Linked DNA regions of Mus musculus: regions 1 and 3 are each linked to region 2. Evidence: chromatin contacts called from public promoter capture Hi-C data. All regions are on one chromosome and are shown on one strand. Each heading gives the region's core, a stretch centred on a gene start, on an enhancer-like site or on the middle of the called end of the contact. The rest is flanking DNA. Distances are from core to core; before and after follow the strand shown. Region 1 overlaps Oxr1 (oxidation resistance 1). Region 2 holds the start of Oxr1 (oxidation resistance 1). Region 3 overlaps Oxr1 (oxidation resistance 1).

Evidence for each region. Promoter capture Hi-C pulls out the DNA fragments that hold promoters and counts their contacts.
Region 1: a contact with region 2 is called in a promoter capture Hi-C map of hippocampal neurons, with 2.6 times the contacts expected there. The contact joins the enhancer-like site here to the promoter of Oxr1 in region 2. A contact is called at or near these places in 9 of 39 promoter capture datasets (the 3T3-L1 cell line, embryonic stem cells, hippocampal neurons and 3 more), 17 of 484 Hi-C or Micro-C datasets (the AML12 cell line, the HL-1 cell line, the N1E-115 cell line and 7 more), 9 of 115 datasets of contacts at active chromatin or transcription factors (astrocytes, bone marrow-derived macrophages, cardiomyocytes and 3 more) and 5 of 9 other capture datasets (adipose tissue, embryonic stem cells, liver and 2 more).
Region 3: a promoter capture Hi-C map of embryonic stem cells shows a contact between it and region 2, with 4 times the contacts expected there. The contact joins the enhancer-like site here to the promoter of Oxr1 in region 2. A contact is called at or near these places in 4 of 39 promoter capture datasets (embryonic stem cells and stem cell-derived epiblast-like cells), 6 of 115 datasets of contacts at active chromatin or transcription factors (bone marrow-derived dendritic cells, bone marrow-derived macrophages, embryonic stem cells and 1 more) and 3 of 9 other capture datasets (adipose tissue, embryonic stem cells and liver).

What each region holds. Positions count from the first base shown.
Region 1 is chr15:41,716,996-41,721,185 of GRCm38.p6, reverse strand. The region is part of intron 3 of Oxr1 (oxidation resistance 1); the gene reads right to left. Among named protein-coding and RNA genes, the nearest start is that of Abra, 150 kb to the left of the region's middle. Within about 2 kb of position 1,630, at least 15 of the 459 cell types and tissues checked have an H3K27ac peak or open chromatin away from gene starts, as enhancers often do. A contact at or near this core is called in the HL-1 cell line and hippocampal neurons, where this site is marked.
Region 2 is chr15:41,445,013-41,448,929 of GRCm38.p6, reverse strand. Oxr1 (oxidation resistance 1) reads right to left here and starts at 1,448. Exons shown (of 17, transcript NM_001130166.1): 1 at 1,341-1,448.
Region 3 is chr15:41,740,575-41,744,793 of GRCm38.p6, reverse strand. The region is part of intron 3 of Oxr1 (oxidation resistance 1); the gene reads right to left. Among named protein-coding and RNA genes, the nearest start is that of Abra, 130 kb to the left of the region's middle. Within about 2 kb of position 2,718, at least 29 of the 459 cell types and tissues checked have an H3K27ac peak or open chromatin away from gene starts, as enhancers often do. A contact at or near this core is called in embryonic stem cells, where this site is marked.

The DNA of each region.
Region 1 (4,190 bases), core at 381-2,880, 270 kb before region 2:
TCACTCTGAGAGACACCAGCAGACATTGATATGAAGTAGACTGCAGGCTCTGGGGAGGGCTCTCTAGGGATTAGGAAGTTATTCTTACAGTAGAGGAGGCCTTGGGGGTTAGATTACCAGTTACTCCAATTAGTTTCCTTTTACCAGCTCTTGGTAGATACTATGTTTTTCTGAACTTATACAGTGAGTTTCTTTTTTTTAAATTAGGTATTTATTTCATTTACATTTCCAATGCTATCCCAGAAGTCCCCACACGCTCCCCTACCCACTCCCCCACCCACCCACTCCCACTTCTTGGCCCTGGCGTTCCCCTGTACCGGGGCATATAAAGTTTGCATGTCCAATGGGCCTCTCTTTCCACTGATGGCCGACTAGGCCATCTTTTGATACATATGCAGCTAGAGACAAGAGCTCCAGGGTACTGGTTAGTCCATATTGTTGTTCCACCTATAGGGTTGCAGATCCCTTCAGCTCCTTGGGTACTTTCTCTAGCTCCTCCATTGGGGGGTCCTGTGATCCATCCAATAGCTGACTGTGAGCATCCACTTCTGTGTTTGCTAGGCCCCAGCATAGACTCACAAGAGACAGCTACATCTGGGTCCTTTCAGCAAAATCTTGCTAGTGTATGTAATGGTGTCAGCGTTTGGAGTTTCTTATATCATAAATGAGGTCACTTCTCTGGTTAAAAATCCTTCAAAGGTTTTCTTCCTCTCGCTATTTGTAATGAAATCCAAACTCCTTTTCCAGATTTCAGCCATCCTGCATGCAGCTGCCTCTCCTTTTTAGGGGGCAGAAGGTGAGACAAGGTCTCTTGTATCCCAAATGATCTCAAAGATACTGCTTTTAGCTCATGACCTTTTACTCTCAATCCTCCCATCCCTTCCTCCCAAATTCTGGGATTTTGGGTGTGTACCACCATCCCTGGCTTCCCGTGCTTGTTTCTCTACTAACTCAAGAATGACTCTTTTAATTTTCCTGCCTTTCATATTCCAAACTCACCTTTGGGAGGGGGGCTTCATTCATGCTGTTTTCTGCACATTCAAATGCAGGTCAGATTTTCTCCATTTACTTCCTAGTTCTTAGCTTTCCTAGTCTTGTCTCTCCCTCCCTCCTTACTGAGTTCACATTACCTCCTTGAAAACTTTAGTTTTAGGCACTCACCGTGTCCATATATATGGACTACCGCTATGTTTCATGCACATGCCACCATCTTATTTATGCATTGATGCTCTTTCCTGTTTACTGGCTAGTTATTCATACATGCATATAAACTCTGTTAGTAGAGGTCCTGATCTTTCATTTCTGCATGGTAATGGGGATTCAATAAACACTTAGTAGGGACAGGGTAAGGAGATAAGCTAAGATGAAGTGCTTCTCAATATTCTAATCGTAAGTCTCCCTCCCCCACCCACAGCAGTATGTTCAGTTTCAGGGATTAAGGTACCCCTCCCCCACCCACAGCAGTATGTTCAGTTTCAGGGACTAAGGTTCCCCTCCCCCACCCACAGCAGTATGTTCAGTTTCAGGGGCTAAGGTTCCCCTCCACCACCCACAGCAGTATGTTCAGTTTCAGGGGTTAAGGTTCCCCTCCACTGGTGGGAGTCTGACTAAATTGTGGACATGGGAAGAAAAACTGTGTCTCCAGCAGCAGATGGCAGCACTGCCTTGGAACAAAGGCATCTATGATTCTAAGGACCTCTGTCCCCTTGCTTCCCACTAAATGAGTACCATCGCGCTTACTGTTAAATGGGTAAAACGTGCATTTACTTTTTATGAAATAAGAAAAGAGCTGATGCCTTAAAAGAGGTGTTAAGCTATCCTTTCTCTCTGGATAAACGGAAGCTTTTAGTTCATCGATCCAGGAAAACCCAGGCTTGACTGCTGCCTTTATTCAAGTGGGAAGCAGTTAGTTACAGGCCCTGGAAGAGCTGGACTAGGGACGTAGCTACAGTTCTTGTTTTCAGCTTTGTCCTGTTTTCCAGAAGTGGGGAATAAGAGTAAATGAATAGACAATTACACTGTGTAACTCACAAAAATTTTGAGTTACATATGAAACAATGAAACGAACTAATCTGAACTTAAGTAGTCTGCCTAGACTCATGCAGCAACAACACAGAGCTCTTAGTGGGAGCTTTACCCCTACTGTGTGACATTACAAGAAACTGCTTGTTTTGAAAGGAAATGAGGGATGGCAATTAGTTTGTAACTTCAATATCCCACTCTCACCAATAGACAGGTCATCCAGACAAAAATTAAACAGAGAAATCCTGGAGTTAAATACCATCATCAAATCAAATGGAGCTAACAGACATCTATAGATTTTTCCATTTAAACACAAATTAACATAGTTTCTTCTAGACAGCTCATGGAAGTTTCTCTGAAATTGACCACAAAGCAGTCAGACCCAAAGCAACTCTGAACAGATACAAAAACATTGAAAAAGCACTGTGCATGCTACCTGACCACCATGAATTAAAGCTAAATACCAACAACAACAGAAGTTCATAAACTGGTGGAAAGTGAACAACTCACTACTGAGAGAAAAATGGGCCATGACAGAAATTCACAAGAAAATTAGAAACTTTATAGAACTGAATGAAATTATAAACATGTGCTGGCTAGTCTTAGGTGAACTTGATACAAACTAGGTTTATTGGAAAGGAGGGAACCTTAATTGAGAAAATGCCTCCATAACATCCACCCATAAAGCATTCTCTTACTTAGTAATTGATGTGGGGAGGGCCCATCCCTTCACAGCTGATGCCTGCCCTGGGCTGGTGGTCCAGAGTTCTGTGAGAAAGCAGGCCAATCGTGCCAGGAAGAGCAAGCCAGTAAGCAGCACCATCCTCACATGGCTACTGCATCAGCTCCTGCTTCCAGGTCCCTGCCCTGTTACAGCTCCTGTCCTGACTTCCTTTGCTGATGAACAGCAATATGGAAGTATAAGCCAAATTCCTCCACAACCTGTCTTTTGTTCATGGTACTTTGTTGCAGCAACAGAAACCCTAACTAAGATAATACCCAAGGAAGGCAGTTCTAAGAAGCAAGTTCGTAGTACTAAATAGTATCAAATAATTGGGCAGGTTTACTATTAGTAACTCATTGGCACACCTGAAAGCTCTACATCAAAACGAAATAACACCCAAAAAGCGTATATGGCAAGAAATCATCAAACTCGGGGCAGAAATCAATGAAATCGAAACACACACACAGGCACATGTACACATGCGGCATGCACACATACAAACAGGCACACACAGGCACATGTACACATGCGGCATGCACACACACACAATGGAGAATCAATAAAATGAAGAGTTGGTTCTTTGAGAAAATCAATAAGACTGACCAACCATTAACCAATTTATCTAAAAGACAGAGAGAAAGGATCTAAATTAATAAAGTTGTAAGTAAAAGAAAGACATCACAAGAGACAGCAAGGAAATCCAGAGACTCTTAAGGGAATACTTTAAAAACAAAACAAAACAAAAAAAAAAACCTATGCTATAACAAAGTGGAAAATCCAAAATAAATGTATAAATTTCTCAATATATTCCATCTGCAAATGGTAAATCAAGAGCAGAGAAGCCAGTATAACATACCAACATAAGCCTCTAGTAAAACAGAAGCAGTAATTAAGTTCTATCAGAGCTACAAAAAAGAATAAATGTCAATACTGCTTACATTCTTCTGGAAGATTGAAGCTGAAGGAACATTTGTTAATTCTTGGTACAATGACATTATTTCCCTGATACCACACAAAACCCAAAGGAAGATGAAAATTGTAGAGCGATATCCCTTATAAACATATATGTAAAAATTCTCAACCATCAATCTATGCCTCCTTTGGTGAATTTGTTCATATTCTATTATCATCTGTATGTTAAAGTCTCAAAAGATATTTCTACTATAGACTTCTTGAGGAGTTCTAGATTTGTATTTGCTGCAAGCTTATCCCAGGTAGAGAGCTTGCTCATGTATGAAACTCAACATAAATGTTTGGAAATAAACTACTGAGTTTCCAACAAACCTGCTCTACTCTCATTCTGCTCAGTTGAGAGTGGACTGAGGACTTTGTGGTTAAAATACCCTTGAGAACTTGTAACGCCCCTTCTGTCGTTTTCTCCTTCTTCCTCTCTACTTTCTTACAGCCCGCAGGGTAGTCATCAGTCATTCCCCTACTTTGAAAA
Region 2 (3,917 bases), core at 199-2,698:
AAAGGTAACCAGAGGGAGGCTATGGAAACCCATCACTGGGCCAGAAAGAATGTAACCAGCAAAAGGAGGCAGAAGACATACTGGAAGCGGAAGCACGTTTCCCTTAATCCTGTCCTGGACCACGTCCAGAGTCCTGATCTCCCAGTCGTGGAGACAGACTGCACAGCTCGGAGGACCCCTGGCCTGCACCACGCACCTGCAAAGCGCATGCATGTACACCCCCTGCTGCGTGTTGCACGCTGCAGACTTCTACCTTACTAACCAGCCCAAAACACAAATTCCCCCTCCCCATAGGAGACTAGGGATCCCCTTGGCCTAGAACACACACCACTCCCCCTCTGTGTAACGCACAAACCCAGCCCCACATTGCTTAAAAGGAACCCGGATACACAATCCGGTAAGCGAAAGCACTGGTGGCTCCCCTTAAGTGACTACCTTCCTCCCTGCTTCATCTCTGTCCAGGATCCTAGGAGCCTCCAAACCAGATAGGAGATGGAAGAGGAACCTCAGAGAAGTACCTCTAAACCTCTACCATGGGACTTGACTCACGGAAGCCTCCAACCCTATGCACAGGTTTGCAACTCCCCTTCCTCCCTATCCTAGGCATGAATCTACCCCACTCCCTGCTCACATTCCCCCATATCCCTCATCACCTTTCCAGCCCTCCCTTCCAGGCCACTTTCTAAACCCGCTGGTTCTCACAACGTGTTGCCTCACACACTCCCTCCGGAGGCTTGAATTAAATCTGCCTCTTTCCATCATATCTACCTAAGCTTGTTCTGATTCCCCGAATTAACCAAGTTCACCCGCCCATCAGGCGCCCACTGACCCTTCCACTGGCGTCCTTTACTCTCCTACAAATCCGCTTTTCACACGCCCCACTTTCCATCTATCTCCCCTTCTGTCATCCTGGTTCAGGACACACCGCCCTTCTATTTTGCTCTCTGACCCTCTGTCAGTCCTAGGGACACCACTTTCCCTTTTTGGCTGTTCCCAGGCAGGTCCCTGCTCTCCAAACCTTCCCTTCCCCATCGGGCACTAGCCGGCTCCTGGCCTGCCGGGTCCGCTCCCTCATCCGCGGTCCTTCTTCCTTCCAGAGTGACCCACACCTGAACCCTGAGCCAGTCCTACCCTCCGGGGTCTGCTCATTATAGCTTTTGCTAGAGCATCCTTGTAAGCAGGAGCTCTCTACCTGCCCAGCGGTTGGGAGAAGCGCGGGACTCCGGAGGCAGAAGGCTGCCCGCTCTCCGGGTGTCCAGGCGCTCTTCCCGCTCGCCATCCCCAGCTCCCCCAGCGCCTAGCCCTCGCCCCGGCGGCGCCCAGCAGCCGCACAAACTTACTTGCGGGTCGGCGGGAGGGGGCTGCGGCGAGCGGTGCGAGCCCCGTAGCGGCGAGTGCGCCCCTCTCGGTGGGGCCGGGCGGCGCTGGCACTGCGCTCCCGCGGCCGCGCGCGGACTGCGCTCAGCCTGACGCAGCCCAGCTCTGCCCCCACCGCCGTCGCCGCCGCCGGGGCCGCGGAGCGCTTGCAGACTTGCTCAGTTTCCGGACCTGCCCGCGTGGAAGCTACCAAGAGCCATCCGCGGCGGGGGAGGCGGCGCCGAGCTGCAGAGCGACGGCCACGAGCTGGAGGCGACCACGCCGGCGGCTCCGGGAAAAGGGGGGGCGAAGCCCTGCTAAAAATAGCTCCTGCGGAAGGAAGCTACCGGCTGCCAGCGCACCCCCTTTCCGCGCGTCCCCGCAGCGAACTCTCGGGCTCCGGGAGCTGGCGTCCTCCTGGACCCCTGCCCTGGGAAACCGTGCCCCAAGAACAGACACCTGCCAGGGTAGCCAGAGCAGAGTCCCAACTCCAGGCTGCGGGGTATGGCACCCCTTCCCGTCCCCGGTCCCCAGAGCTGCCCAGCAGCCCTAGCCTCAGGGCCTTAGACAGAGACATCGAGAAGATACTGGTCTGAAATTATGGGAAAGCTCCTCTGCTACTGACTTACCAAGAGGAAGAAAAAAGTTTTCAGGGTTATTCTGGTGGAATTGGAACGAGAAATCAAGGAAGGCGGGCAAAATACAAAGATCTGGCCAAAGGGTGAAGGTATGGGGCTGTGGGTTGAAAGGGGCTCTGGAAAGATCTCCTTAAATACAAGAGTAGGCTGGGCTTCTCCCCGACTTCTATTTCCGCAGGATTTTACATAATTAGTTGACACTCAGCCTGACCTTGGAGGCACTGTTCCTGTTGCCTGAACTGTAATTTACTTTCCCTGCCTGCTGCCTTCTACTTCCACCGCTCCCACCTTTCCAACTCTGCCTGGGAAATTATGAGAGAGGAGTAGGGGTAGGGGCCAAAGTACAACTAGGTAGACTGGACCTCGGCCCTTTCTTGAAGGAAGTCGGTCCCTTTGCCAAGATGAGACTGCATCAATCCGACCAGCAAATCAGCCCAAAGGCCTCTCAAAACCTGGTAGTGAGTGGGTTCTCACTATTAATCTCCAGGATACCCCACCTCAATTGCTGACAACTAGTGTTATCTCTTCTCTCCTTTGAAAGTGAAACGTCCATCAGTCTGTAAAACGAAAGCCAAGAGGAAAGGGGAGGAGGAAATATTTATACTGAAAAGGAAAAGAAATGAATTTGAGAAAAGCATAGTGATGTACATGCATTTCGTAATGAAACCCATTATTTTTTACCCTGAAAAAATCAATAAAGATTTCAATTATAAGAATGAGATGTTCACATATTTCCTGGGTCAAGTTATAGTTTTAGCTTTTTCTCTGGAAGTCACCAAATTAGATTCATCAGTTAAGAATTCATTGCTTTTATTTGACAGAAGAGGACGTTGAAGCCTGGAGACAACTGTTGCCTGAAATAATACCTAATTGAACCCAAAATCTGCCGGATGAGAAATTACCCAAGTTTAAATATAACCTATTATTTCCTGAAATCCATAGCTGTAGTTAGAGTAAGAAATCAGGAAACTAGGCGCAGTTTTCAGTGCAGCTAATGAATTTGGTAATCTTGTTTTCTCTACTTGTAAGAAGGAAATCCAGAGCCTAGATTTTGCGTTCTCTTGAAAGTGACTATTTTATCCCAGTTCATTTATGTCTTTTGAGGTTATGCATGGACTAGAACTGAGCTTCACCAAGAGCTCACAGTACATGCTCAATAAAAATGCATTCACTTGCCATTATTGAGACTTAGGAAAGCTTGGCTTGCCAACAGAAGGCACACGGTTGTACTTTTTAACAGCGCTATAACAGTGTATGTCTCTGCTCAAGACATACTCCTAAATCAGATCCTTCAATTTGCAATCACAGTCTAGTTTTATGTTTAACTTTCTTTCCTCTGAAGCTATCTCTTAAGCTTATCTATCCTTTCCTGTCCTAAGTAACATGGGATGAGAGATGAATGCTGTGCACACGGGTGCCATCACACTATTACTTCCTGCCAGTCACACTTGAGGTGGTGTGATCTTGACATTTCTTTGACACTGCACACACACTCTCTGTAGGGGGACATGCCTTCACTTTAAAGTCTGTTTCGGTTCCTACATAAAACCTATGGTTCAAAATGTACTGCGTTCAAGACTTTGAATGCCAAGTGAAAGCAACTCACTAGCATAGATACATTGAGAAAATTATACATTGGTTCACAGAGGTGGGACCTCCTGCCCGACACGGGACCATAGAGCAGTATTCCCCTGTTCTAAGCACTGTTTCCTGTGCTGGTGTTAATATTCCTTCCCTACGAGCAGAATGCACTCCCATCCATGCATCAGGGACAAAGTTGACAATCTTATTTTCTTTGTCAAAACAGATCAAGACTTACTCTCATGAGGCTTAAAATACAAACCCAATTGGCTGTCTAGACCCACACAGATGAATCTATCTTCCCTAGAGAAAGATTCTCAAAAGGAAAATATCTAGTAGCTG
Region 3 (4,219 bases), core at 1,469-3,968, 290 kb before region 2:
TTCTCTGTTTAAGAGAGCAGGTTCTGCCCCCATAGAGCTCCTCACCAGTGCTTTTTTGCACTGTGGGCATGTTTACTAGTCCTTTACTATCACTAGGAACAAGCTGAGCATGTTGCCAGCTGGCTTTGGCATTGCAGTTCCTGCACTCCTTGAATGTTCTTCATTTTATCCAAGCCTCTGGCTGCATGCTCTCTGATCCGAGAGCTCTTCTGACTACTGATGTGTATCAGAAAGCACCTGTACCCCTCTGTATGACGTTTTCTTCCAAACACTTACCGCCAAGTGATACATATTGATTTATGGCTAGTTAACTTGAGTAAGATTTAAGCACGGAGATGTTCAATACAGTCCCTGCATCTAAACCAATACTGTCAGATAGCAAAGCATGCCTGCTTTATGACCCAAACACACGTAGCCATTCAGCAGGTGTTCAAGAAATATTTATAGAAAATTGAACTGATTGAAAGCACAATTGATATATGCCAGATTAATCAATGTATGAATAATAATGGTATTATATTTTAAATTTCCTTCTAAATTAATCATACTTTGGGTAGCATGTGTTAACTGACATCATCTAAATTGTGATTTAAAAGTACTAATAGATCAAGTAAATGGGATTATATTATTAAAAGATTAGCTTTTATGAGGGTGGGGTGGCATGGAGAAAGTGTTCAAGGCACAAAGACCAACTCATGATGAAGCCCACTGTGGCTTCGAGGGGACAGAAAATAGGAGAGAGATGACATTCTAGGAAACAAGTGCCTTCATAGAGCTTGTAAATTATTTTTGACAATTTTGATTTTAATCTCAGAGCCACAGGGATACAATTAGGATTTTAAGCAGAGCATTAATGGAATCAGATTTGACCTTTAGAAATTAACCATAAGTCATGTAATGGGTTACAGAGAGATATGTCCTGAATATAGGAGACCACCTCTGAGCTGATGGTTGTAATCTGTGTGCTCTATGAAGCACAATTATGGCAGTAGGGATTAAGAGAGGTGAATTAATTCAGGAGGCTTTAGAGGGTGGCTTGATTTTTTTTTAATTTTTAATTATTTTCTATTTTTTGGCTAGTTGTGGCAATGTTTGTTGGGCCTTGGAAGGGAGAGGAAAGAACTAGTTTGGCACTAGAGAATGGAGAAGGAAATGAGTTTAAAGGGCAAATGATATAAAATCAACTTTGAAAGGCTAATATTGGAGTACCTCTGGTGTATCCTAATGGACATGACTAAGTAACAGTTGGAGATATTGGTCTAAAGTTTGTAATAATCTTCAGGGTGAGTAATTTAGATGGCAGCATCTTAGATATGAACTGATATTACCTAGGGGCAAAGTGTTCTTATACAGTTTGTATTTAGACTCAGCACTATCACTGTTTTATCCCACTTACTTTCTGTTTGGGTTTTCTCTCCTCCACATACACATGCACATTTGTATGTGCACACACACACACACATACACACGCACGCGTGCGCGCGTACACACACACACACACACACACACAGAAAAATATTTGCTGACTTATTTGACAACAAATTACACACATTGTAGTCCTCTACCTCATTTACTTAAATGCATATTTCTTATGGTTATTCATGCTTAAAAAATAACACAATGTAACGTTTAGATTTGAGTAAATTCTACATTGATTTAATATACTTCTTAATAATCTCATGTCTCTGTCCCAGTTTTGACTACTCGTCCATTAATAACTCTAGGCTGCATTAATTTTCAGGATAAGGTGTATTTTTTCAGCTTCCCCAACTGTATATAGGATGATTTTCATATATATGTATATATATATATATATATATATATATATATACATATATATATGTATGTATATATATATATATATATATATATATATATATATATATATATATATATATCCTCCAAACCTTGTTATGTCTCTCACAGGAAGGAAAATGCAGATATTTAAGTAATCAGTATAATTCATGAATTTAGGGTGTGTGTGTGTGTGTGTGTGTGTATATATATATATATATGTATGTATATATATATAAAACGGTCATTTCTTGTAACTTTCCCATCTATCTAGAGAAGACAAGGACAAGGATACTATGTTCCCAGATGGACCTTTTTAGTATGTGGCACTTGATTTTATGCTGTTTCATGAGTAGGAAAACATAAGATCTAGAAAGTGGGGTTTTTTTGTTTGTTTGTTTGTTTGTTTTTTTATTTTTTCGAGACAGGAGACCATGCTATTATGCTATTTAAGTTGCACTTTGTTCTCTTGTTTGTTTGTTTTTTCCTCTTAGAGGGGTGAGGCAGGTTGGAAACAGGTTTCCCTATGTAGTCCTGGCTGTCCTGGACCTCTCTCTGTAGACATAGTTGGGCTCAAACTCAGAGAGATCTGCCTGCCTCTGCCTCCCTAGTCCTGGGATTAAAGGATTGTTTTCTCTCCCTCTCCCTCTCTCCCTCCCCCTTTCCTCCCCATCCCCCTCCCTCCCGCCCCACCCTCTCTCTCCTTAAGTGCTGTCAAAATAAACAAAGGATGAGGTAGAGTACTGGACCGAGGTACAAAGCCCACTCGACCGACCAAATAGTATTTAAGATTCAGATTCCTACTAAGGAAAGGCAGGATATAAAGCATTGGCAGAAGTAAATTTGTGGTCTTGCAGCAAGGAGTCTAGAGGAGGAAGCATTCCCAGTTTACCAGGACCTGAGGCACAATGGGAAGCTTTAGTTACAGGAAGCCTCTGAACGCCCTAGTGAAGCTGCTAAACTGGTTTCTGTTTCCCTTTGTGGGTGTTTTGTTCAAAGAAGAAAAGCAAGTTTTGGCCTGCCATTGGTTACACTAAAGGTTGATCTTTAGTTAAAAAGGAATGGATTTGTCAGGATCATTTTCCTTCACTAGGATCCTAATTTAGGTGATTTTGGCTCAAAGTCACCCACACCTGAAAATTTTCTTCCTTCTTTAACTGCGGTTCAACATAGAAACTTTGAGAAATGTACCTGGATTGATCTGCACAACCACCTACAAGGAAGATGTTTGTCCAGTGATCAAAACAGTACACACTGGAGTCCTTAGCTGCCCACAGGAACCGCCACCAACATGAACAAGAATACATCTGTCATTAGGGTCTCTGAGAAATCTGCCACAGAATCCATGAACTCCAGCAAGAAAGAGATGCATGCCTTAAAACCAGAACTGAATAACAGGCTCATAGAGAATAGGTAAACAATAGGGGCTTTGAAATCTGGTGAATCTGAGATTGAATTCTCCCTGCTACTGTTACCTCATTGCTTTTTCTGGACAACATAAAGGTCTATGTGCCCCAGTTGCATCTAGAGTACAAAAGAGAGAGAGAAATAATATCTACCCACTAAGGTATTAAATTAGGATTGAAGGAGACAATATATGCAGAATATCTTAAACACAGGGGCTGGCATATGGTGGGTGCTTGAAATAGCTCCTAGTACCCTTTAACACACTAACAAGGGCTGATCCAATACAAGGCAGAAGAGAGACTGAAGGCAGAATCAGGGGAGAGAAGAGAACTGAGCCTTCTTCAGGTTGCTGGCACAGTCAGTGGAGGAAGGAAAGCAGGGGACAGAAGGCTTCATCTGTAGACGGAAGGTGGCTCCATGCTTGCACGCATTAGCAACCAGCCAAGGTCATTACTGGAATGCATCCATCTCAGTAGATGCTCCTTCCATATGACATGGACCCTTTTAAAAACTGCTACAGGAAGCCAGGCGTGGTGGTGCACGCCTTTAATCCCAGCACTTGGGAGGCAGAGGCAGGTGAATTTCTGAGTTCAAGGCCAGCCTGGTCTACAGAGTGAGTTCCAGGACAGCCAGACAGCCAGGACAATATGGAGAAACCCTGTCTCGGAAAAAAACAAAACAAAACAAAAACAAAAAACAAAACAAACAAACAACAACAAAAAAAAACAGCTGCCGGAGCACAAGCACAGGAAGCCTATTTAACAATGAAGAAAGGCGAAGTATGTCTCCCAGGTGATTGATTACATTGGAACATCATCAGGAAAGAGCAGAAAGCACTAGGGTCTACAAGATAGCATTTGACTCCAAATGTTCACATGCACAGGAGAGAATAGTTGTGCTTCTCTCACAACAGAGAGAGATGGTGTGAGCCAAAGAAATGTATTAGAAGTCTGGAGATGAGTTCAAACACACGTGGACTACTGGGGAGAGTTGCCAACCTCAGAGCTGGGTGTATGGA